Linked DNA regions of Sus scrofa: region 1 is linked to region 2. The links are chromatin contacts, called in public HiChIP or PLAC-seq maps. All regions are on one chromosome and are shown on one strand. The core of a region is the stretch at or near the end of the contact, and the rest is flanking DNA. Distances in the headings are between cores, read along the strand shown. Region 1 holds the start of PLXNA1 (plexin-A1). Region 2 holds the start of MCM2 (DNA replication licensing factor MCM2).

Region 1 (7,015 bases), core at 2,909-5,408, 450 kb before region 2:
AGGCAGGTGCCCTGCAGCTCACAGCTGGGCCCTGGCTCCAGCCTGGCTCCAGCCTGGCTCAAAGTTTATATCCGTGCCCCACCTGGCCCCTGAAGTCACCTGAGTTGGCAGCTCTAGGACAAGGTGAGGCTGAGCCCTCCAGGGCAAGTGTGTGTGGAACAGGGTGGGGGTTGGGGGGCAAGGGCTTTGCTTCTGTATCATCTACAAAACACAGTGCAGATTGTGACCTGGCTGTGTCCCCAGGGTTGGGGACTCTGAACCCAGAGTGGTCACCACTGGCATAGAGTCAGACGGGAAGCCCAAAGAGGGCTCGAGGGTGGGGAGGGAGCAGAAGCCAAGGAGGCTTCCTGGAGGAGGAGATGGGAGCTTGGGCTTTGCGAGATAAAAGGTGGCAGTGGCACTCCTGGTCAAGGGCATGGAGTGGGGATAGCCTGAGGTGTGGAAGCATCTTTGGAGCAAGAACACTGGTCACCTGAGTGAGAAGGTAGGTGGGGACCAGCTGGCACCACGGGGTCCTGGGCACCCTGCCTGCCTGGCTTTGGGCCTTCTTGAAAACACCTGCACTTGTATTTTTTCTTGGGGACCCATTCCCCGAAGCTACCCCCTGGCTCTGGAGAGCTCCCTGTCCCAGCCTGCCGACAGTCAAGTTCCAGTGCTTGGCCCGTGATCCAGTCCATTTTGTGAGCATTCTGGGAGTTTTCCTGGACTTGTTGGGCAAGAAGCACCTGGAGCTGCCGAGGCCACGAGGCACAGAGGCCAATGTGGCCATGAACTGAGCTCGGGCCAGCAGAGCCACAGGTGAGGAGAGAGGGACATGCTCCCCTGCTGCTTCCCTGCTGGCCTGGGGCTTGGATCCAGTGAGGCTCCGCCTACAACCACCTGGTGGGGTGGGTTGGGGTGGGCCTCCCTCCAGAGTGCCCGCACCTGTGCTGAGCTCCATGCCCGCTTTGGGGGACCAAGCCCAAGGCCTGAGTGTGGGAACCACTCTGTGCACAGCCCTCCATCGGCATCACCACCTCACTGATCCTCTTTCCACCAGCGGCCAGACAGTCTTCCCAGAATGCAGTGGGGACAGCCTTGCTCGCAGGTCAAGGCTGGCAGCACCAAACCCCACAGGGCAATGAGTGCAATGAGCCAGGACATGGATGCTCAGGGCTGGCTGCCCAGGGAAGGGCCCAGTGGCTGTCCTCCCTCCTCTCTCAGACCCTTACTGCATGGCAGGGAGAGCTGACCAGGAGCCAGTGACCAGGGAGGCCTGCACATCCTGAAGCAGGTGGTGAAGGGAGTGGGGGTGAAGGAGAGGCAGGAGGCAGGGCCACCCCAGCTTTGAGCCCAGGGGTGGGGATCAATGGCCACCCCCAGGGGGCTGGGGTGCCTGCCCTCTGCTCCCCCAAGCCCTCTCCTCGCCCATCAGTGGTGAGGTTTTGCCCCTGGTGGGAGAGGTGCCTGAGTCCACTTCTACACAAAGCCGAGTCACAGACATGCAGAAGCGAGGCAGGAACACTGGAGGTTTGGACAGGCCCTCCTTCCCCAAAACCCCCTGTTAGGTCTATTCTGTTTCTAGGAATTGTTCCCACTGCCCTGTACCCTGAGCTGCAAGGGCAACAGAAGTGAAACCCACACAGGAAACCCAAGGAGGAAGAGCCCAGCGGCCGGTGACTCACTTCCCTCCATGTGAGGTGGGATGCAGAGCCCTTGAGCCACAGTGCCTGTGAACCCCGGCTCTGCACCCCCTCCCACCTGCATCCATCCAGATCCCCCAGCTCTGGACCCCCTCCCCACCTGCACCTGGCCAGCCTCCCTGGGTACAAGGACTCACTGCAGGGCTCTTCAGAGCAACAATAATTTGCCATTTTTTGCTCCAACCAACTGCATGTTGGGGTCTCCGCCCTGTGTCCCTCCCTGTTGGATTGTGGCCTTTCCTTGATTCTTGGGAATTTCTTCTATGTCTTTTGTCAAGTGTATGTGTTGCAAATGTCTTTTCCTAAATTTTGGGTTATTTTGATACTTCCTCTTGTAACATATTTTATTGGAGTTAGTTGATTTGCAATGTTGTATTAGTTTCAGGTATATCTTCTTGTAACATTTAATGAACAAAAATAACCAATCTGAAGGTAATCAAATGGCCCATGTTCTCCATTCTTTACTTTTGATGCCTAGTTGGAGAACTCCTTTCCTGGCCACGTTCACAGTCTGCTCTGCTGTCTTCCAAAAGCCTGCTAGCCTTTATCCCTCATTCGGGCCTGCCGCACCTGGAGTTGATGTCCTCCTGTGTGGTGCTGAGCATTACCTGAGTAGACTTCCTTCCTGGAGTGGATGGAAGGTCATGGGAGCAGGAGCGAGGGATGTAGTGGGGTGGAGGGAAGTGATGTGATCGGGAATAAATTTTCAGAGAGAATCCACAGGGCCGGGGGAGGTGGGGGCTTCTGGTTGGGCAGCTTCAGGACAAGAGGGTGCCAAGTTGGCCCAGAGCCTAGGGAGATGGGGGCCTGCACCTCAAAGCAGAGGCCCCGGCTCCTGGGGAGTGTTGAGCAGTGTGAGAAGGATCTTGAGTGGTTCCTTCCTTGGTGGCCTCGCCAAGGACAGGTGGGGACAGGACTGGAGAATGTAGAGAGCAGGGATTGGCATTTTCTCAGGCCGGCTATGGTTGTCACAGTCATGCCTCCTCACTGCAGCTCTGCCACAGGATTTCCAATGGCCATCTTTGGGATGGGAAAACGCGAGGCTCCAAAACAGGTGGGACTTGCCGTGTTAATCAGTCAGGTGAGTGGGCTCAGGATCCAAGGGGAAGGAAGGGCCCTAAGTGTGTGTGTGTGTGTGTGTTTTGTAGCGAGGGTCAGCTTCCCAGCCCTGCTATCAACCTGCTGGGAACTTGGGTCAGTCACCTCCCCTCCCCCGGCTCTTTTTACACATCATCGCTGAGCCAGGTAGGGCCAGGACTACCTTAGTGCGGGTTGAATGAAATAGTAGAAAGAACTTTTGAAGAAGTTGCTTGCCTTCGTTCTGGGACACGCAAATTGAAGCCACAATGAAAAGCCAGTGCATCCCAGCAGATGGGCAAAGACTCAAAACAGAGTTAGGACTGGGAGAGCGGGGACCCTCCCACACCACAGCTGGTAATGTAAAGCCCGGTGGTCACTGAAGGAGACTGTTGGGCTATGCGCCAAAAATACACGCACACATCCCTGAGCAGCCCAGCGCCTGCACAAGACGACCACTCAGCTCCAGGCGCGGCCCCAAGGGGGGCGGAGTCGGTCAGCAGAAGAGGGTCAGCACACCTGCCAGGGCCAGGGCCGCAGAGCAGAGCGAAAGGCCCGTCTGCCTGTGAGCCACTCGGCCGCTGGGCCCTCACCGCGCAGACCTCCCCACGACCTCAGATGAACACAATGTCCCGACAAACCGGGCACACCGGGAGCGTGGAGAAGTGGCCGGCCCCACAGGAAATGGGGACGATCAGCTCAGACACCAGGACACGGCTGCACAGGGCAGGACAGGGCTACCCCGGGTCTGCCGAGGTCCCTCCCCTGCGGGTCCCCGCCCGGATCGTCGCATATCCCGCGGCCTCCCCACGCCCCAGCTCGTCCTCACGCAAGACCCCAGCCCTTTGGCTGCTTCTGCCACCTCGCCTCCTCTCGGCCCCGCGCGCCCGCGGCTTCTCGGCGCAGCACCTTCCGGCGGCTCTCCCCGGACCTAGTGCTCCCTCGCCCGCCGGCTCGGCCCCATGACCGCCTGCCCAGTGCGTCCCACGCCCGGCCCTAAGCCCAGCCCTCCGGCCTCTTCCCGGACCCCCTGAGGATCCCTGGCACGGACTGCCGTCCTCGGCCGCAGCCGCATCAGGGGCCGGGCTCCAGGGCAGCTCCTGGTGGCGGCGTCGCCCTTTGAAGCCAGCAGTGGGCCAGGGCGGGCGGCGAGGACGGAGCGCCCCCTGGAGGCAGCTGCCAACTCCGCCCCGCGCGGGCCCCGCCCCCGCGCAGGCCCCGCCCTGCCCCGGCCCGCTCGGGCTACGCATGCGCGCGGCGCTCCGCGGGCGGCGAGAGCGAGGCCGGTCCGCATCCGCGCGGCTGGCGCCCCATTCATGCTGGGCAGCGGCGGCGGCCACGCAGCGGAGCCCGGGCGCGGCGGCCTCGGCCTGGGCGGCCTGCGCGGCTTCGGCGGCCCCGCGGCGGGGCGGGGCGGGCGGCAGCGCGGGCAGTGGGCGGCGATGGCTGGCGGCGGGCGCGCCCCGGGGAAGCCCGTGAGTAGGGGCGCAACTTTCCCCGTGGCGGGGCGGGTGGGGGTCCATTGGGGTCCGGTGGGGGTCTCGCAGGGGTCTGGGCACGGGACAGCCTTGGGCCGAGGTCCAGGCGTGGGACGGCCTCCGCAGGGTTGCGGCCGGGCGGGGGGCGCGCGGGGGCTGCGGCGCGCGTAGCCGCGCCCCCGCGTGTCCGCGGCCCCGCGTGTCCCTGCGGCTCCGGACCGGTTCACGCGTGTCCGGGCGCGGCCGCAGCTCAGGCGCCGAGCCTGCGCGTCCCCGCCAGGCCAGGATGGGACCCTGCCTGCCGCGCTCCCGGGGCCGCGCCGCCTCCACCGGGCCGGGCGGGGAGAAAGTTCGCGGCGGACCCGCCGGGAGGGCCCTGCGGCCGGGCCAGGCCGGCGGACCACGCCGGATCTCCGGCGCCGGCAGGCCCGCGGGGCCGGAGTGGGCGCCGGTTCGCCCAGGCCCGCAGGCCCGCGTCGGCTGGGAGGGGCGGTGCGCCAGCCGTGAGCAGGGCCTCCTCGCTGCCCCGCGCGGGGCCTCTCCAGGGTCAGCCGCTTCTCGCGGCCACTCCGAGGGCTCCTGCGCGGCCCCGGGCCTGGTGGGCGGTGGGGGTGGCGGCGGCGGGGAGCGATCGAGCGGCCTCAGGGAGGGGAACGTGGCTCCGGGAACCCCCTCCCGCTTTGAGACCCCATGGCAGCTCGGGAAGGGGGCAAGAGGGGCTCCGGTGGCTGCTTAGAGCCTGAAGCTGCCCCTGGCTCATCTGTGGGGTGTTGGGGCCACGCCCCTTGAAAGAAAGGGGTGTGTGTGTTGGGGGACGTGGACCGATCCTCTACCCCTGAGTCTGGGCTCTGGCGGTGCGGCCCTAGGCACTGCTCCACCTCCTTGGAGCCCAGGCCAGTTCTCTGGGTTTGCCGGGGGTGGGGCTGCGCCTTTGCTTCTCTAGCCCGGAGCATGCCCCAGGTCCCTTGGCGCCCTGCTGGTTTGGGGTGTGCTGGAGAGACCAGGTGTTGTGCCAGGCCTCCCGGAGTCTGCCCTGTCCGTGCCAGAGGTGAACGCGGAAATCAGTGATTCCCTTCAGGGCCAGGCAGCAAGTCAGCCTGGGAAGGCCAGGGAAGGGCATTCGGCAGAGGCCTGGTGAGCCCAGGTGACTGAGGTGGGTGCTTGGGGGTGGGGGTGGGGGCTGTGGACAAAGCAAATAGCCCTTTGCTGGCTCCTGGTGGGTGGTGTAGCCCCTCCCCACCTCCAAGGTCCTTGAGTCTAGAGCATCTGGCCTGGAGGAACTGGCCTCAGGGAAGGCCCGGTGCAGGCACTTTTTCTGAGGAGCAGGACTCCATTGCCCCCAGATCCTAGTCCCACATGATGCCTGGAGGGGGAGCAGGTGGTTCCGACCACCTCCTGGGGCCTCTGTTGGGGAAGGAGGGGTGACAGGCACACCTTGGCCCTGATTGCTGACAGGGTACCACTGGGTAGGACAGCTGTGTCCTCCTCTCCCACACCCCAACCTATGCAAGCCCCACAGGATCCAGGGCTGGGGGTGCACAGGCTGGGGGCTGTCTCTCTTTGAAGAGGCCTCTGAGGGCCTTTGTTTCTCAGGGCGAGGGGTGGTGGTGGTGGCTGCTGGGGTGGAGAGGGGAAGAGGGAAGGGGCTGCCACTCTCTACACTCTGCTGGATGGCTGACCCGTCCTGTGCAGAAGTGAAGCCTGCCGTATCCTAGCCCCTCTCCCTGCTCTCCTCTGATGGGGACACCAGTCTGGTTCTGATGGATTGGGCTGGCCCAGCCCACTTCCCATGCCGGTGCTGCAGTCACTCCTGCTCCCCTCTGCATGTCCAACAGCTTCCACCTCTGGCCTCAGCTCTTGCTGCTCTGCACCCCAGATGCCCCTCCCCGTCCTCCTAGAGCAGGTGGATGCCTCCCAGACCAGGCCCGTGCTGTTCCCTCCCAGCCCAGAGCTCGCATCTGTTGGTGCTCCCCTCCCCCAGCCCAGCATGGGCCTCCCCAGCAGAGGCTTTGGAATGAATGCATTTTTTCCCTGGGCAGACCGGAGGCCTGTGGGAGTCCAGGTCTCTGTAGGAGTGTTCATAACTAGCGGGGTGACCTTGGGTCCATCCAAGCCCCGGCCCCGTTCCTCTTCAGTGGGGGAAGTCACCCAAAAGTCTTCACTGGTCTCTGTGAGGTGGAGGTCCCAGGACCTAGCCCTGGGCTCTGGTCCCCCTTTCCTGGTACAGCCCCACGCCCCTAGCTGGCCTTTCAGGCAGGGCAGCTCTGTTGGGGGAGGGGGAGTGGGCCCTGGGCCAGGCTGGAGTTTGGATGGGGCTTTTTCAGCTGGGTTCCTCCTGTTTAATAAAAAAAGTAGGGCCCGTAATTTCATTAAGACGTGTATAATTATCCGGAGGAGGGGAGAGCCCAGCCCCTGGTAATTGCAGGCCTGCTTTGAACTGATAAACGGTGAGTGATTCATGCTTTCTTTGGAGTTCTCAGTGCTCAGCCGAGGCCCCACTGCCACCCTGTCCTCTAGCTCCTGCTCTGCCTTGGGATCCTAAGCTGGGGGCAGGGGCTGGGGCTCCTCTGCCTGCTGCCTGGGAGGTCCCAGCAGCCATAGTTTGGGGGGATTCTGGGCGGGGATCCTCAAGGAAGGCAGCCGACAGCCTGCTGGGAGGGTCCTGGGGCAGCAAGCCTGGTTCCCTGGCTGTGGGTTGCTGAGTGTCAGTCTCCCCAGCAGTGCTGTGGTTTTTAGGGGCGGAGGGTGTGTGGGAAGTGAGGACAGGGTGAAGGAACA
Region 2 (7,210 bases), core at 2,081-4,580:
TCATGGCAACGCTGGATCCTTAACCCACTGAGCAAGGCTAGGGATTGAAACTGTGTCCTCATGGATGCTAGTCACATTCATTAACTGCTGAGCCATAGTGGGAACTTTCTTATTACTTTCTTGCCTGGTAACAGTTTGTTTCTGTGTTTTGTTGCTTTAAGATCACTAACTACTGAGGGCAAGCTCTGTGACCAGACTTAGATCTCAAAATAACTAAGGGCAAAAAACAGTCTCTGGGTTTTTTGGCCACCCCTGCAGCATGTGGAAGTTCCAAGGCCAGGGATTGAAGCCAAGCCACAGCAGCGACCTGAGCAGCTCCAGTGACCATGCCAGATCCTTAACCTACTGCTCCACAAGGGAACGCCCCAAAATGGCTTCTCTTATGTCAAGAGAGTGTGCCTGGTTCTCTTTCTCAGGGAACCCCATATCCTGTCTGTTTACACCAGCACAATCTCTCTCCTATGATTATATTCATGTAGTCACTTCCTAGCTCATTATTTGCTCCCCCTGCCAAGAGAATGTCAGTGTTAGGAGCACAGAACCATGCTTATCACATTCTCTGATCATCCTGAGGCTGACTCAGTGCCTGGTGCAAATTGTAGGCACCCGCTTATCACAGCAAACCCAAGATACACACCCCACCTTCACAGCTGGGCAGGAATGAGACTGGGCTCTGGCCTTCACCTAGCTCCTGTTCTTACCCAGCAGAAGATGAGGAAGCCACCACCTTGTGACCATCTGGACTTTCCCTGCCTGGACCTCTGTCAGCATGCAGTTTCTGTATCAGCCAAGAAGGCTGTGCTCTATGCGGACACCTGCCTTCCTGAATGGGCAGCTCCTACAATTTCTGCCAGGAGGTTACATGCATCGCCCCCCTGCTCACTTAAATTGGCAAAAACAAGTCATGAGCCACTTCTGACCTGCAGGGGCAGGAAACTTTCCTGCCACCTGTGCCAGGAAGGAGGAGAAATGGAGCACTGGCGACTAGGCCGAATCACTGCCCTCCATTTTTGTTTTTTGAGACAGTACAAACTCTTTGGGGCAGGGTGGGGGGAGTCTGCTCTGACTATTGCACAGTTCTGCATTTTGTACTCTGACTATGGGCCCTACACACAGGTTTATTTGGGGAGTAACAAGGATGCCTAATTTTGCCCCCTCCCTTCAGGGCAGAGTGCTTCCTCACTGCAGCAAACACACACACACCCCCACACACAGGACAGAGCATGACATCAGTGAACTTCTGTGAAAGGTGTTCAGGAGTCATGGCTCAGTGGTAACAAATCCGACTAGTATTCAAGAGGACAGGCTTCCATCCCTGGCCTCACCCAGTGGGTTAAGGATCCGGCATTGCTGTGAGCTGTCATGTAGGTCACAGACTCAGCTCAGATCCCACATTGCTGTGGTTGTGGTTGTGGCAGCTACAGCTCCAATTTGACCCCTAACCTGGGAACTTCCATATGCCTCAGGCATGGCCCTAAAAAGACAGAAAAGAAGGAAGGAAGCATGGTTTAACCTATAAAGGTCTGACTCCCAGGTTCTGTCCTTGCCCTGGCCAGGCTGGTGGTGATACTCACCAGGCATGGCTGACTGGAGGACATGCTGCTGCAGAACTGGGCTCCTTGATAGCAGTGGGAGCCCAAATAATAGATACAAATGGTTGGGCTCAGCCAAGGGGCCAGGAGTCAGAGACACCCAGCCAAGCCATGCCCACTTCCAGATCTGCAGACAAGGTAGTTGTTTTAAGCTGTCAGATTCCAGGATTGTTTGCTGCATGCAGTGTCATGAACCATCTCTTCTCTGGCTTCTCCCTCAGCAGCTCTCAGGCTCCTAGCTCCTGCCAAACTCCCTTTGTCAGTTTCCTTAACTGTTAGGGTTTCCTGAGTCCCTAGCCTGGGCCACTGTCTCCTCTTGCTTCACTCACTCTCTGGATTATCCATCCACTCCCCTCCCATGGCAAATGCAGCTCAGCTCAAAGGCCCTCAAGAGCCTCAGACCTGAATATCTAGTGGCCTCCTGGTTATCTCCACCAAGGATCCATGCTCAACATAGCCAGAAGCAAGCACATCCTTCCTTCCTTCCTTTCCTTCCTTCCTTTTCCTTTTTTTCTTTTTTTTTTTTTTTTTTTTTTTTTTTTTTTGCTTTTTAGGGCTATACCTGTGGCATATGGAAGTTCCCAGGCCAGGGTCGACTTGGAGCTTTAGCTGCAGGCCTACACCACAGTCACAGCAATGTGGGATCTGAGCTGTGTCTGTGACCTACACCACAGCTCATGGCAACACCGGATCCTTAACCCACTGAGCAAGGACAGAGATGGAACCTGCATCCTCATGGATACTAGTCAGATTCATTACTGCTGAGCCACGACGGGAACTCCCAAGCGCATCCTCTTTCCTCTCAAACTAACTTGTCCTCCTCCTGCATTCCCCATCTCAGGCGGCACCATCACCCACCTAGTCTCCTAAGCCAGAATCTGCTGTCATCTGGGGTGCCTCCCTTCTGCTGGCCTCAACCAATAGACTCCATCTCCTGAATGCCCACTCCTTATCCTCATTTCTGCCCCTACCCTGGGTCCCATCCAGAGAGTTGCCCAGCACACAAAAGTGCCTGGCAAGAGAGCTGAGATCCATTCCTGTCTGCTCACCTGCCCTAGCCCTAGCTTCCTGACCTGGAGGAAGAATCACAGCACAATCTTCCCTCTGTATCCTTGGGGGATTGACCTCAAGCTACGTGCAGACACCAAAATTCAAGGTTGCTCAAGTCCCTTATACAAAATGGCTGGTATTTCCATATAACCTTGGAATATCCTCCTGTATACTGCCATTTATAGACTACTTATACTACCCAATATAATGTAAATATTATGCAAATAGGGATAAACACACTATAAATACTATGTAAACTGTTACGTGCATACACATCAAGCTTTGATTTTTGAAACTTTCTGGAAAAAAAATTTTTTGATCTTTTTTTAGGGCCACACCTGTGGCATATGGAGGTTTCCAGGTCCAATCAGAGCTGTAGCCACTGGCCTACACACCAGCCATAGCAATGCCAGATCTAAGCCACATCTGTGACCTACACCACAGCCCACAGCATCACCGGATCCTTAACCCAATCAGCGAGGCCAGGGATCAAACCCTCAACCTCATGGTTCCTAGTTGGATGCGTTTCCGCTGCACCACAAAGGGAAATTCTGGAAAATAAATGTAAAAATTTTCCAGCCACCCCTTGCTTGACTCTGTGGATGTAAAACCCCCCACCCCACCCCTACCCTGGCGGCAGCCTGAGGAATTCTCCTAAAACCCCACTGAGTCCTCTTCCCACCCTGCTCAACTCCTTCTGTGGCTCTTTTCTGCTCTCAGAGCGCTCCAGCTTCCTAGAAAGACTTGGCCATCTTTTGTGACTTGGGCTCTCCAACCTCAAATCCTGTCCCAGCATCACAAGCTTTTTAACTGGAACCAGGGAACTGCTTGCAGATCCCCATGGCGCTGTGCTCTCCACATCTCTGTCCACGAGGTTTTTTCTACCCGGACACCCCTCGCCCAGCATCCTGGCTCCCTTGGGAGGATAACCCCCATCAGAACATCACACGTGGCCTCCTGCAAACCCAGGCCTTTCGGTGGTTGAAGGATTCAGCCTGAGCTTCCGGAGAAGTTGACATACACAGTAAAAAGACCTCAGAAAACAAGCCTCTGAGCCTCCGTTGCCTCGTCTGTAACACAGGCCACAAAGGAGCCAAGCCACAGGGCGACCGAAGTCACGAAGCTGGCAGGTGGGGCTTCTTGCCACTCACCCTAGACAGCCGGAAACAGCTGAAGCTCCTACAGCTGAGCTGGTTCCTCAGCCCAGAGCGCAGGGTGGGCGTGGGCGGGGCCCAACTCTCGGGCCCGCCCCCGAGCTCCGCCTTGACGAAAATGGACGTTGACGTCATGACGTAGTGCTCCGCCAGACGCTTTCCCGGGCGTTGCGGTCACGTGGGCCATTTTCGCGCGAAAACTGGTTGTTCCCGGCGGAGCCGAGTGCGGTGCTGCAATGGCGGTGAGCGTGGCGCGGCGCGGCGCAGGGTCTGCCTTTCTCCCGGGCGGGAGTGCGGGGCGCGCCTCTCGCTCCCGGCCTGGTCTGCTCTCCGCTTGCGGTTGCCCCAGGCTAGGCGCGGAGTTAATTCTCCCGCTACTCCCGTGGCGCGGGTCTGCTGGTACTGCGGGCCCGCACTTGGGATCCCGCGCCCCGGCCCAGCCAGCTCTCTCGGGCCCTCCTTATCGTACTGGTTTTTGTCCGCAGTCTTGTCTACTGCCTGGCCCTCCAGCAATCTGAGTTTCAGACCTTTGAGGTGGCCGCACTCGTTATCCGTCTCCCACGGCAGCTTCTGGTGCACTGGGTGCTCAGATGGGTGGGAAGCGTGCTGGGGGAGGAGTCTTTGGTAAACAGGATCAGGTGAAAGATGAGGTGTTTTAGGAAGGGGTCCTTGAGTTGGTCGCCGCGTGGAGAAGCCATTGGCTCAGAGAAAGTTCCAGGCCGAGGGAATGGAAAGTGTTAAGTCTTAAGGCTGGATGGGTTTGTAGTGTTGGAGGACAGGGTCACTATGGAGAAGAAGGCCCTCTTGGTGAGGAGGGCCAGGGTACAGGAAGCTGGTTGGTCCTCACCACCTCCAACCCATCTCCTCTTGCAGGAATCATCTGAGTCCTTCACGGTGGCGTCCAGCCCTGCCCCGCGTCGCCGAGGCAGTGATCCTCTCACCTCCAGCCCTGGGCGAAGCTCTAGGCGCACGGATGCCCTGACCTCCAGCCCTGGCCGAGACCTTCCTCCTTTTGAGGATGAGTCAGAGGGACTGCTCGGCACGGAGGGACCCTTGGAGGAGGAGGAAGAGGATGGAGAGGAGCTTATCGGAGATGGCATGGAGAGGTACTGCGTTCAAGAAAGTTCTCAACAGAATTTTGCAGGGGGTCTGCTGTGTCTGGGCCCCTGGGAAGCCTCCTTCCCTTTGACCACATCTTGGCCCAGGGTCTGGGAGAGGCAGATAGGTTCATTGAGCCACAGTGTACGTCCATGTAACTTGCTGTGTCTGACTTAGACTAGACCCTAAGCCTGGGTAAGCCCCAGTTTCATGAGATGTGCACTCCAGGGGGCACAAGGGATCCCTTATCTGAGGTCACATGGGGGCCTCGACTAGGAAGGACAGGAAGCAGGCAGCTAAGAGTTTGCAACTTCAAAGAAACTGTGGGGAGGTGGGGGGGCTGATTTATTAATATTTAGGTTGAATTCATCAAAATTTATTGTGCCTGATCCGTACCAGGCGCTGTACTCCCAGTTATCAGTAAACATACAAACGGTGTACTAAAGCTTTTCGAGGCTTAATGCTGAGACTGGGGTAAAGCTGTGTGAGTGAGCTGGATTGAAGTCCACTGCTGCTTTACCTGTGTTTACAACCAGGATCTGGTCTGTGCATGAGCAGTAGGATTATCTGAGCCTCTGAGATTCTGCTTGGGGGCCCTTTTAGCTCTGACTCAGGAGTTCTAAACTTGGTGTGTATGAGAGTACTTTTCAGGCCATCCCTCATTTCCAGGGGAGTGCCCCTTGGGGGCATCAGAGGCACCTTCATCTGGACCATTTGCATGTTTGCTTTAGGCTCCATCATCCCAGATGAGGAGCCTAGGTGTGCAACACTGGCCCGACTGGAAGGAGTGAGGCGTCTGGACAAGTCAGCCCTAAGCAGCTTCCCTGTTGTGCACTGTGGGGTTGTTAAGGCAGGATGCCCATCCCAGCTGCCACTTGAGAGTGCACCCCTCTCTGCTTCTCTTTTCCTTCCCTTCCCTTGCAAGGACCACTGGTGAGAGGTATCTGAGGACTAGCTGGGCCCAGTTAGATTTTTGGTTTTGTGGCTTGTTTGTTTCTTTGGTTTTGTTCAGGTTTGATCTTTTTGGCTGTGGCATACAAGGGATGGAACCTGAGTCACAGCAGTGACAATATATAACCCTTAACTGCTAGGCCACCAGGGAACTCTGGTTTTGTGGCTTCTTTAAAAGTAACTTTGCAGCGCTATAATTTACGTAGTATGAAGTTCACCTTTATGAGAATATAATTCGATAAATCTTAGTAAATGTCCTGAGTTGTGCACCCCTGAACACAATCTGGTTTTAGAACATTCCCATCACCTCATTGAGACCCTTTGTGCCTGTTTATAGTTAATCCTGTTCCTTTCCCTATTCCCAGGCAACCTGTAATCTTTCTGTTTCTCTGGATTTGCCAGTTCTGGCCATTTCTTATAACTGGAGTTGTGTAACACATGTGTCCTTTTGTGACAAGCTTTTATTTACTGTGACTTTCAGGCTCCATCCATATGGGAGCACATGTCAGTTCTTAATCCCTTTTCATGGCTGAGTAACTTTCCATTGTGTGGAGAACCCCACCATTCATCAATCGATAGATATTTGGTTCTTCCCAATTTTTAGCTGTTATGAATATTGCTGCTATGAATTTTTTTTTTTTTTTGTCTTTTTGCCATTTCTTGGGCCACTCCTGCGGCATATGGAAGTTCCCAGGCTAGGGGTCTAATCGGAGCTGTAGCTGCCAGCCTACGCCAGAGCCACAGCAACGCTGGATCCGAGCCGCGTCTGTGACCTACACCACAGGTCACGGCAACGCTGGATCATTAACTCACTGAACAAGGGCAGGGATTGAACCCACAACCTCATGGTTCCTAGTCGGATTCATTAACCACTGAGCCACGACGGGAACTCCCGCTGCTATGAATTTTTTATGTGAACATAAAAAATTCTCTTGGAATACAATTCTAATTCCTAGGAATGTAATTGCTGTGTCATGTGATAACTCTTAGTTTTTCAAGGAACTGCCAGACTGTTTTCCAAAGCAGCTGCACTGTTTTATCTTCCCAGGAGTGGTGTATGCGTTTATGATTTCTCCACATTTTCGCCGACATCTGTTATTTTCTGGTTGTTAACAGCCACTCTTGTGGATGTGAGGTGGCACCTCACTGGGTTGGGTTTTTATTGCCTGGGGGGGGAGCACTCCTGAGGCATATGGAGGTTCCCAGGCTAAGGGTCAAATAGGAGCTGTAGCTGCCAGCCTATGCCACAGCTGCAGTGACGCCAGATCCAAGCTTCATCTGCAGCCTACACCACAGCTCACTGCAACGCTGGCTCCTTAACCCACTGAGCAAGGCCAGGGATCGAACCTGTGTCCTCATGGATAT

Evidence for each region. HiChIP or PLAC-seq counts read pairs in DNA pulled down with a chosen protein or histone mark.
Region 1: a contact with region 2 is called in an H3K27ac HiChIP or PLAC-seq map of alveolar macrophages. The contact joins the promoter of PLXNA1 here to the promoter of MCM2 in region 2. A contact is called at or near these places in 2 of 47 Hi-C or Micro-C datasets (fetal heart ventricle and liver) and 1 of 2 datasets of contacts at active chromatin or transcription factors (alveolar macrophages).

The regions. Positions count from the first base shown.
Region 1 is chr13:73,095,929-73,102,943 of Sscrofa11.1, reverse strand. PLXNA1 (plexin-A1) reads left to right here and starts at 4,158. Exons shown (of 32, transcript XM_021069450.1): 1 at 4,158-4,234. CHCHD6 (MICOS complex subunit MIC25) reads left to right here. Exons shown (of 10, transcript XM_021069811.1): 10 at 632-776. The coding sequence ends at 776.
Region 2 is chr13:72,647,390-72,654,599 of Sscrofa11.1, reverse strand. MCM2 (DNA replication licensing factor MCM2) reads left to right here and starts at 3,330. Exons shown (of 16, transcript XM_003483239.4): 1 at 3,330-4,038; 2 at 4,670-4,902. The coding sequence starts at 4,033.